Linked DNA regions of Sus scrofa: region 2 is linked to region 1. A link is a contact called in public Hi-C data. All regions are on one chromosome and are shown on one strand. Each heading gives the region's core, a stretch centred on a gene start, on an enhancer-like site or on the middle of the called end of the contact. The rest is flanking DNA. Distances are from core to core; before and after follow the strand shown. Region 1 overlaps IL17RD (interleukin-17 receptor D). Region 2 holds the start of IL17RD (interleukin-17 receptor D).

The links. A called contact is a pair of places that touch in the nucleus more often than the background predicts.
Region 2: a contact with region 1 is called in a Hi-C map of omental adipose tissue, with 2.0 times the contacts expected there. The contact joins the promoter of IL17RD here to the enhancer-like site in region 1. A contact is called at or near these places in 18 of 47 Hi-C or Micro-C datasets (adipocytes, adipose tissue, brain and 11 more) and 1 of 2 datasets of contacts at active chromatin or transcription factors (skeletal muscle).

The regions. Positions count from the first base shown.
Region 1 is chr13:38,953,044-38,957,458 of Sscrofa11.1, forward strand. It overlaps IL17RD (interleukin-17 receptor D), which reads right to left. Exons shown (of 13, transcript XM_021068996.1): 4 at 1,778-1,896; 5 at 1,147-1,267. Among named protein-coding and RNA genes, the nearest start is that of ARHGEF3, 30 kb to the left of the region's middle. Within about 2 kb of position 1,323, at least 9 of the 83 cell types and tissues checked have an H3K27ac peak or open chromatin away from gene starts, as enhancers often do. A contact at or near this core is called in omental adipose tissue, where this site is marked.
Region 2 is chr13:39,003,659-39,008,186 of Sscrofa11.1, forward strand. IL17RD (interleukin-17 receptor D) reads right to left here and starts at 3,063. Exons shown (of 13, transcript XM_021068996.1): 1 at 2,835-3,063. The coding sequence starts at 2,960.

The DNA.
Region 1 (4,415 bases), core at 73-2,572:
TTTCAATTCTCTATCTCGTTGTGATGTGTAAAGCATCAGGAGATGCTATTAAGTGCACATGGTCTTTGCCCCATGGGCACCAAATTTGAAAGCAGCAATTCAGGGGACGAAAGACACACCACACTGTGTGCAGAACAGATGGAAAAGAAAAGAGCCACACAGAGAAAGGCACCCAGCAAGTTTGTTTGAGAGTGGAGTGTGGACTCTATAGTCAGGCTCTTCTGGGTTCAAATCCCAGCTTCCTGCAGCCCTTTAACCTCTCTGTGTGTGACTCCACATCTGGTAAGTGGGGATAGTTAAGATGAAATTTTTTGTAGGGTTGTTATGGAGGTAAGCTGCGTGAATGTTTGGAAAATATTTAGAACAGAGCCTAGCACATAGATGGTAAATGAGTAAATAAACTTCCTAGAACGAAGTAACCTCAGGGATACTGCTTCATTTTCCTAATCAAATCCTAAAAAAGACAGCGGCCACCCTCCTGATGACAGGTACACAATGGAATCATTTCATGCTCTACCCTTCACTTCAAAACCAACTTAAACTTTTTACTCCTGTTTTTTTAATCAAATGATTTTTAATACATGGCTGTCTTACAGTACCTTCAAAAAAAAAAAAAATCAACCATCATGTCTACTCCATTTTTATTTACTTTTTTTTTTTTTTTTTTTTTTTTTGGTCTTATTGCCTTTTTCCGGGGCTGCTCCCACAGCATATGGAGGTTCCCAGGCTAGGGGTCTAATCGGAGCTGTAGCTGACGGCCTATGCCAGAGCCACAGCAATGCCAGATCCGAGCCGCGTCTTTGACCTATACCACAGCTCACGGCAAGGCCGGATCCTTAACCCACTGAGCAAGGCCAGGGATGGAACCCACAACCTCATGGTTCCCAGTCAGATTCGTTAACCACTGAGCCATGATGGGAACTCCATCATGTCTACTCTAGAACAAGCCAGAAATGGGTGACTCTGTTTAGATGAATGCTACATGGGCCAAACTTTAATTCTAAAATTTGCTATTCTGGATGCTTTTCTCTTTACCTTGCTAGTTTCACACTAGTATTTCATGAACTCTTGAACATATCTCTGTCAAAAAGTCATTAAAAGCAAGAGAAATATCTCCCCATGGGAAACAGCCAAGACCATACTCACTGCGGGTTCTAAAGAAGAAAGGGTGATAATTGCTTTCGTTTTTAATGGAAGGAAAAGGGACAATCTTGACAAAGTAATCTGTTTCAAATTTCATATTCAGGAAAGGCTGAGATTCCATTCCCTAAAAGGGAACAAAAACACATGTGACATCACGGAGAAATCACCCAGCCCTCCACCTACACACGAAAGCTCCGGTCTTCCCCGGGGGGGGGCACCCAGACACAACACAGTTCCAGAGCTGGGGGATGTATCCCCTCGGTGAAGGAAGGGAGATCTCTTTTCTGGGTCAAGTTTGGGTTTGGACCCTCAACTGAAAAGGAAGGTGGGCAATTCTGTTCTTTGGCAATGAAGCCGGGGCTGAAAGTTGGTGGGGAGGAGCCCATATCCACACCCGGGGGCACAAAAGCCACCTTCCAGGAGGGCTGCTCCAGCGTGTAACCTGAGAGGCATGTCTGTTTACCACTGAGAGGTGCTGGAGGGTTTCTGGGAACAGGGAGCAGGCTTGCCCACCTTGGCAGGGGGGTGGACCCCACAGCCCCTCCTCCTCCAGTTTCATGGGCTTTCAATAGACCATTCAGCCCCCAGAACAATGGGGTGTCTTCAGGAGCACATTCCCCCGTGTGTGACTTACAGCTCTTTTGAAGCTACTGTTGAGCTGCTTCGGGTCCTTCAGAATCAGTTGTTGGCACTGTCTTCCTTCTGACTTCAGCTCCTCCAGTATTACCCGAAATCCTTTTAGGAATTCGATGCCTAAGCAGAGCAGAATGCTTTTATTAAAAGTGAACCTAATTACTTAGAATGCACTTTCCTTCCTTCAAGATTACTGTCCTCTCCACCTACACAACAGAGTTAAAGGAATTCTTACTCCAGCCAGAATATCTGAGTTTACAGAAAGGAATAACGCATACCCTGCATTCCTCTGTAAAAGGCCAGGTGATTTTCTCTGTCCCACCATTACTATTTCATTAACCTCTAATCCAGCCAGCCATTTCACAAACGCCCCTTGCCTCTATGACATTAGGGTTCAGATATTTAGACTCAAGTCACAGTCGATCATAAAAGTCTGCAGTGGAATATATAAATTCTAGGTCATTAAACAACGTGTATTCAGCTAACAATCATTCCCCGTGCTGTCTAGGGGTTCCCCCCAAACCATGTTTCTACTCCACATTTCAGTCCTATATTTGCTGGCATGTTTCGTAGAAAATTCCCAACTAAATATATGTCTGCACCCAAGGGGCTCCTAGACTTGAGATTCAATAGTTCAGGAGAATGCCTATGGGATTTACAAAGCGGTTCTGGCTCTAATCACGCCTGAAAGGCAGACACCCAAGAGCTGCCCAGTGTGTGCTCGTCATACGGTCTCAGAGGCCCCAAGACGCCCACAGCGCCGCTGAAAGGCACTGGCCCTGCCTCCCACCACCTGAGCTTCCCCTGCTGCACGTCCAGCTATATGCTTTCAAAAGGATTAAGTGCTGCTGGCCACGAGAGCCAGGCCTGGGGCTTCGTATCCCATGGAGACTAAAGTGGTCCAACTGCAGCTGGAGCTCCCTGAAGCCGGCCTCAATTGGCGAGATATCGATTTCGCATTCTTTCGGAATACTAGACAAGGAGACGTTTTCAACCCTTCCCCTCCCAGGGTGAGAGTAATTACACAGGATGCAATTAACCAGGTGGGAAAATTATCAATGGCAAAGGCCAGGGAAATCTTTTTCTCTCCGGAATAGGGTCTCCAATCCTTGTAATTATTTGATGAAGAGCACATATGTTATGGTGGGAAGGGCAAAAGAGCTACAATTAGAGCTTCGTGATTTAGAGGGTCAGAGGACAAGAGTATGCAAGGACTGACCCTGCCATGTTGCATTTCAAGTACAAAACTCCCTTGCAAGGGTGCGCGCTGGCTGACCCACAGCCCGAGATTTGGATGTGCTGACAAGATCCAAGGTTTCTGACCAGCAACTATGTAGTAAGTCTCACAGGAACTTGTCTTCTGAGATCCCCCCAACCTCCTAAAAAGATTTTTAAACAGATCCTCATTATATTTATACTATAATTTAATTCATGCGATGTCCCCAGAACTGTTTAACAAAAGTCAGGTGATTAATACGATTATAAAACTCCACATCTCACAATTACATAAAAATTCATCAGCTGGGGTGGAAGTGAGTGATCCTAGTTTTTATCTTGAAAAGAGACCTGCTTGGAAAGCCACTCTACAAAGCCTGGCAGCATAAGGAGTGGCAGTAAATGTAAATCTTCTATCTTAGTAACACCTTTACTACAATATCATTAACATCTTGTAGTTATATAATGTTTAGCAATTTTACAGGGCAGTTTCTCATTAAGGAACTTATTCACTCCTCATTATTGAACTCATTAAATTCTCCCAACCACCATAAGAGGAAGGTATTATTTTTTCCGTTTTATAGATGAGGAAACCAAGGTGTATACATGCGTAATGACTTGCCCAGGGTCACACAGGGATTAAATGACAGAGCTGGGATTCAAACCCAGAGTGCTCTTAACCCATAACCATAAGCTTTTCTGTCTCCCAAGGAGTCTCCTTGATAGAAACTGATAGAACATGTCCAGCCATCCCCACTCACAAACCAACCTGCAGAAAAAGCACACCCTTCTGACCTCACTGTTCCACACGTCAGTTTTCTTCACATCTCTTACTTTGAGTCTAAAGAGGGAGCCTGCAACTTGCTGGGTCAACCCCTTAAGCGTTTAACGTTTAACCTTATATTGGAATAACCACTTCTCTTTTATCTGCCGAAGATGTTTTTCTTTTTAAATGTTAAGATAATGTTATTTTTGGAAAACCCACTAGGTTCCAAGCCAGCAGCATTTACTTGGGTAAGTAAGTAAGGTGCACAGGTCTGATCCATCCTCCCTGTCTCTGCACTCACCTCTCCCACAGTCTGGTTCCTCTGAGATTTCTCCCATTCAGATTAAGAATTCAGACTATATTCTACCTTTCCCTTGGCCAGATGTTTGCTTTTTTTTTTTTTTAATTGTAAGACTGGATAGCAATGTCAAAGGAGGAGACCTGAGGACTAGGTTTCTGATGATGATAACAACAGCCACGGTTTTTTAAAAGCTCTCTTTAGAAATGCACCGTGTGTCTAATTCTTAAAACAAACCAAGAGGTAAGCCGTGTGCACTTTATAGATGGGGAAGCTGGGGCTCAGCCAAGTTTAAGTGCTTCTTTTGAAAGGTAGATTCTAGGTTCAAACCCAGGCCCATAGGAACAAATGAGGCCTCCC
Region 2 (4,528 bases), core at 1,813-4,312, 52 kb after region 1:
AGGGGAGGCTGAGGTGTAAAGAGAAGGAACACAGGCAGTATCAGCACATACAAAAAGCCCGCCCACTGCACAGAAGACATTGGAGCTCGGTGCTCTGACCGCAACACATACGCCCCCCCCTCCTTAAAAATCTATCACTTAATATAGGATTTAGCAGGAAGTCTGCAGGGTCTAATTGGGTTCAGCCAAGATTTACAGGGCTCCAGGCTCTGAGCCCACCAACATGAGGTTAAGTGCCCAGCTACCCAGCTAAAGAAACTAGCCTGAAGACACAGATGTGAACAAATACTGATGATGTAGTTGGGTGAGAACTAAAGTGCAGGGAACTGCATGAGGAGGCAAAGCAAAAGGAATGGCATTCAGAAAGGGCTTCCCTGAGAAGGCATCACCTGAGCTGAGTCTTAAGCCAAGCAGGGGGTTCTCAAGGGAGGAAAAGGCATGCCTAGGCAGCATAAAGGGCACAGGGAGCAGGGTAGGGCAGGGGCTGAGGCTGGAAAGGTGGGTATGTAAGGCAGGTTGGCTAGCGGGTCAGGGAAAGCTGTGGCTCCACAATCAAAAAGCAAGTTCAGGAGAGAAGAAGCTACGTAACAGGTTGGGAAGAGCCTGCAATCCAGGAGGTGGTCCAGCGGTTTCCATGCTCATTCACAAAGTAGGTGAAGATAACCCCAAGGAAGGAGCTGTTGAGGTCACCCCCAGCATGAATATGAAGACTCTGGGTGAGGGCCACCATTAAGTCTGTGGGGCTGTAGGTTTATGGGAGAACTCATTCTCACAGAAAACACAAAGCCACAAGATTGGCTCCTTTGGGGCCCTGCTATACTCACAGCATTAAAACTTCACAAAGTTTTGTGAAGACACCTAGGCAATTGCAACCCACCCCACACACACACAGCAAATTGGACTGATCCATGTACACTATCATATGAAAATTCAAAATAAAATACCTGTGATGCTGTTATTCAAAAGCCATCATATCAGTTTAGATCCAAAAAATGTAGGAAGATTGATAAATCAACATGGGATAGACTTAAGAAACATTTTTTGATCTAAAAAAAGAAAAACTTGGTAGTTCTCTTGTGGGGCAGCAGGTTAAGGATCTGGTATTGTCACTGCAGTGCCTCTGGTCACTGCTGTAGCATGGGTTGGCTACCTGGACTGGGAACTTCCCCATGCTACATGGGCATGACCAAAAAAATGGGAAGGGGGAGTTTCCCCTGTGGAGCAACGGGATCGGAGGCATCTCTGCATCGCCAGGATGCAGGTTCAATCCCAGCCCACACAGTGAGTTAAAGGATCTGGAGTTGCCACAGTGGTGGCATAGGTCGAAACTGTGGTTTGTAGCTGATCCCTGGCTTGGGAACTCCATATGCCATGGGGTGGCCAAAAAAAGAAAAAATTAAAAAGAGGAAAATTTGGTATCCAAGTTTAAAAAAAAAGTGGTATTTTACTAAAATGGGACAGAGTAAGAAAATGTGATGTTACACTCAAATAGGAAGGATGTTTATATATATATTATTATTGTACATTAAACTCTCTATGGGGTTGGTGGGAGGGTGGGTTAAGCTGTCTATTGTGCAGCTACTGGGTTTGAAGACATTCCAGCTGCCTGGCTCATACCTGGTTTTCTGCACTGTTTCTCAATGGGAAGAAAGTGAGCTGGAAGCACCAGCCTGTACCCAGAAAGGGGATCTAGGCCTTGACTTCTTGAGACAGTTCAGAGCACCTCACAAGAGGTGGGTGGATGTTGCTCTAAGCAAACCACCCCCATACCCATCCCTCAGAGCAGCAGTGCTAGGGGATACTGGGAAATCTCTATTCCCATTTTCCAGGTGAAGAAACTGAGGATCATGGCTGCCCAGAAGAAGAGCCAAGGGCATGTCTGTGGCTGCCTGAGTGAAAAGCCGGTGTCCTCCCCACAAAGCTGAAGGCTGGCCCTGGCTTGGATGGGAGGGGGTGGGACAGACGGATGCAGTCTCACGGTCCTACAGTGGCCCCAGCCCAGGAGACCTTGTGGGTACCGGGGACGGCAGCGTCCCCGCATACACACCCCTCCCCAGGACACACCGCCCAGATGGTGTCAAAGAAGCATTCAGTTAGGGGCAGAGGGCTCCATGCACACGGCGAAAGTCGGTGCTTGGGCACCCGACCGAGGTGACAAACTCATTCTTTCCTTTGACCATGAAAATATCCGCAACTCAAGCTGGGGCGGGGTGAGGGTGGAGGGTCATCCCTGAGACCTTTCTTTAAGCAAAGGGCTGAACATCGGAGCAAAATTTACCAGAAAGACAGGAGCCGACGGTGGGGTGAAGGCGACCCAACCAAGAAGGAACAAAGCGGTCCCGAGAGGGAGACGCACTCCTCCCCAAACTCAGGGGCCCCTCCCTGGCAGTCCCGGGCCTTTGCAGAGCTATGGACCGGAGGTCGAGGAAAACCCTCCACTCCAGCTCCGAAGCGTTCTCCCCGCCATCCGGACAGCTCTAAGGATCCCAGCCCTGGGGCGCACTGCCCCGGGCCCGGAACAAAGGGTGGGGCGCTCTCCCCTAGCCCACCGCCGGGCGCCCCTCTAGCCCGCCCTCCGGGAGCCGGACCCCGGTCGTTGGCAGCGCCTCATTAGCAACACAAAGCCGGGGGTCTAGCGGCCTCTTTCATCCCAGCCGGGGCAGGCAGACGCGCGCCCCGTGAGGGAGGCAGGAGGGCGGGAGCAGCCAGGATCCCAACCCCGCCGAATACTCCGCGGAGAGCAGGCAAGTCCGCGCGGGCTCCACTGCCCGCGAGCACCTGTGCCCCCGCGCTTTGAGGGACAGTGAGAAACTTTCTCGCTGTCCTTTTCTTACCCTCCAGCCGCAGGTGTCGCCGCCCCGAGCTCTGCTGGAGCCACCTGCGGCCACGGCCAATTGCGAGCCGTTGAGGCAGGCGTTGACGGTGAAGAAGACAGAGCAGAGCTGCAACCACGGGGCCATGGCCGTGCGCTCGCCCAGCCCGGCCCGGCGCTACTTTGCGCCCCGGCAGCCTGCAGCTGGCCAGCCGCGAGTGGGCGGTGGCGCCGACCGCCGAGGCTGAGCAGGCTGCACTACAGAGCATGCGCCCCGGACCCTAGCCCCGCCCCTTCTCCCCGGGTCCGACCCCCAGCCTCGACCCTCAGGTTTTGGCCCAGCCCCTGAGGTCTAGCCCTCTTTGGCCCCGCCCTGACCTCTAAGCACAGCCCTACAGCCGGTGTCCGAGTAAACTGTTTCAGAGGCCGGCAGCTGCAGTTTTTCCCCCTCACCTGAGAGGTTTTGTTTTGTTTTGTTTCTGTCTTTTTAGGGCCGCACCTGCGGCATATGGAGGTTCCCAGGCTAGGGGTCGAATAGGAGTGCAGCCACCGGCCTACACCATAGCCACAGGAACACCAGATCCAAGCCGCGTCTGCGACCTACAGCACAGCTCACCGCAGCGCCACTGAGCGAGGCCAGGAATCTAACCTGCTAACTCCCAGATGCTAGTCAGATTCGTTTCCGCTGAGCCAGGAGCGGAACTGTTTTTTTGTTTTTGTTTGTTTTGTTTTTAATCCAAAGGTTTGTCCAGGTGATACCTACTCCCTGCAAAACTTGGGAAAACACAAAGGATATGATTACAATAGTTTTAATAATAACTTACAAGCACCTATGATTTGCCAGGTCTTCTCTTGTATCCTCCCAAACACACCTGAAAGTGGCAGTATTATTGTTATTCCAGTTTTCTGCGCAGAAAAGCTAGGGTAATGTGGTGGTTTGAGAAATCCTGTTGGGGGCCTTGGACAAAGAACTTGCTCTCTCCCCATTCCTGTACCCACCCACTGAGTACTGGAGTAACAGGAGTTAAATGTCCTAGTCTGGGGAAGATTATATTGGTTAATCCATAGCAAACACTCAAATGCTAATCTGTTAACTGACTTGCATAAAGTCACACAGCTAGCATCTGCCAGACCTGAGATTCAAATCCAAACTGGCAAAAACAATACTCTTAACCACTATGCTTGTCTAAATTACTCTTGGGAAGTGAGTAGTGCCTCTGGAAGAAGAAGCTGAGAAGTGGAGTGGCCCAAATCATACAACTTTGCCACAAGCCCCTTCCCCCTTTGACTTATATCTGTGCTCTTGAATCCCACCTCTTCACCCTCTCCACTGCCCCCGCCCTCATTTCTGCTACCACCTCCTCCTCTACAACATCCAAAGGGCTTCTTTTTTTGTTTCCATTTTTTCCCAAATACAATGTATTTCTCCACACTGGTTTCAGAGTGATCTTCAAAAAGATGTCAGACCATTGCCTGTTCCTGATTTAAAATTTTCCACGGTGGCTTTTATTCAATGGCCATTTAGAATAAAATTGGTACTGACCTCCTCTTCTGGAAGTAGGGGAGAGTGGTTGCCCAAAGAGCAGGGATTACTGCCAGAGGAAGAGAAGATGGGTACTGGGTTCTCCCAAACAACAGCATCTACCAGATGATCCGGGTGCTGGGATTTCCCGTTCATGTCCACCACTGGACAGGAAGTGTTTTATTTTTCATCTT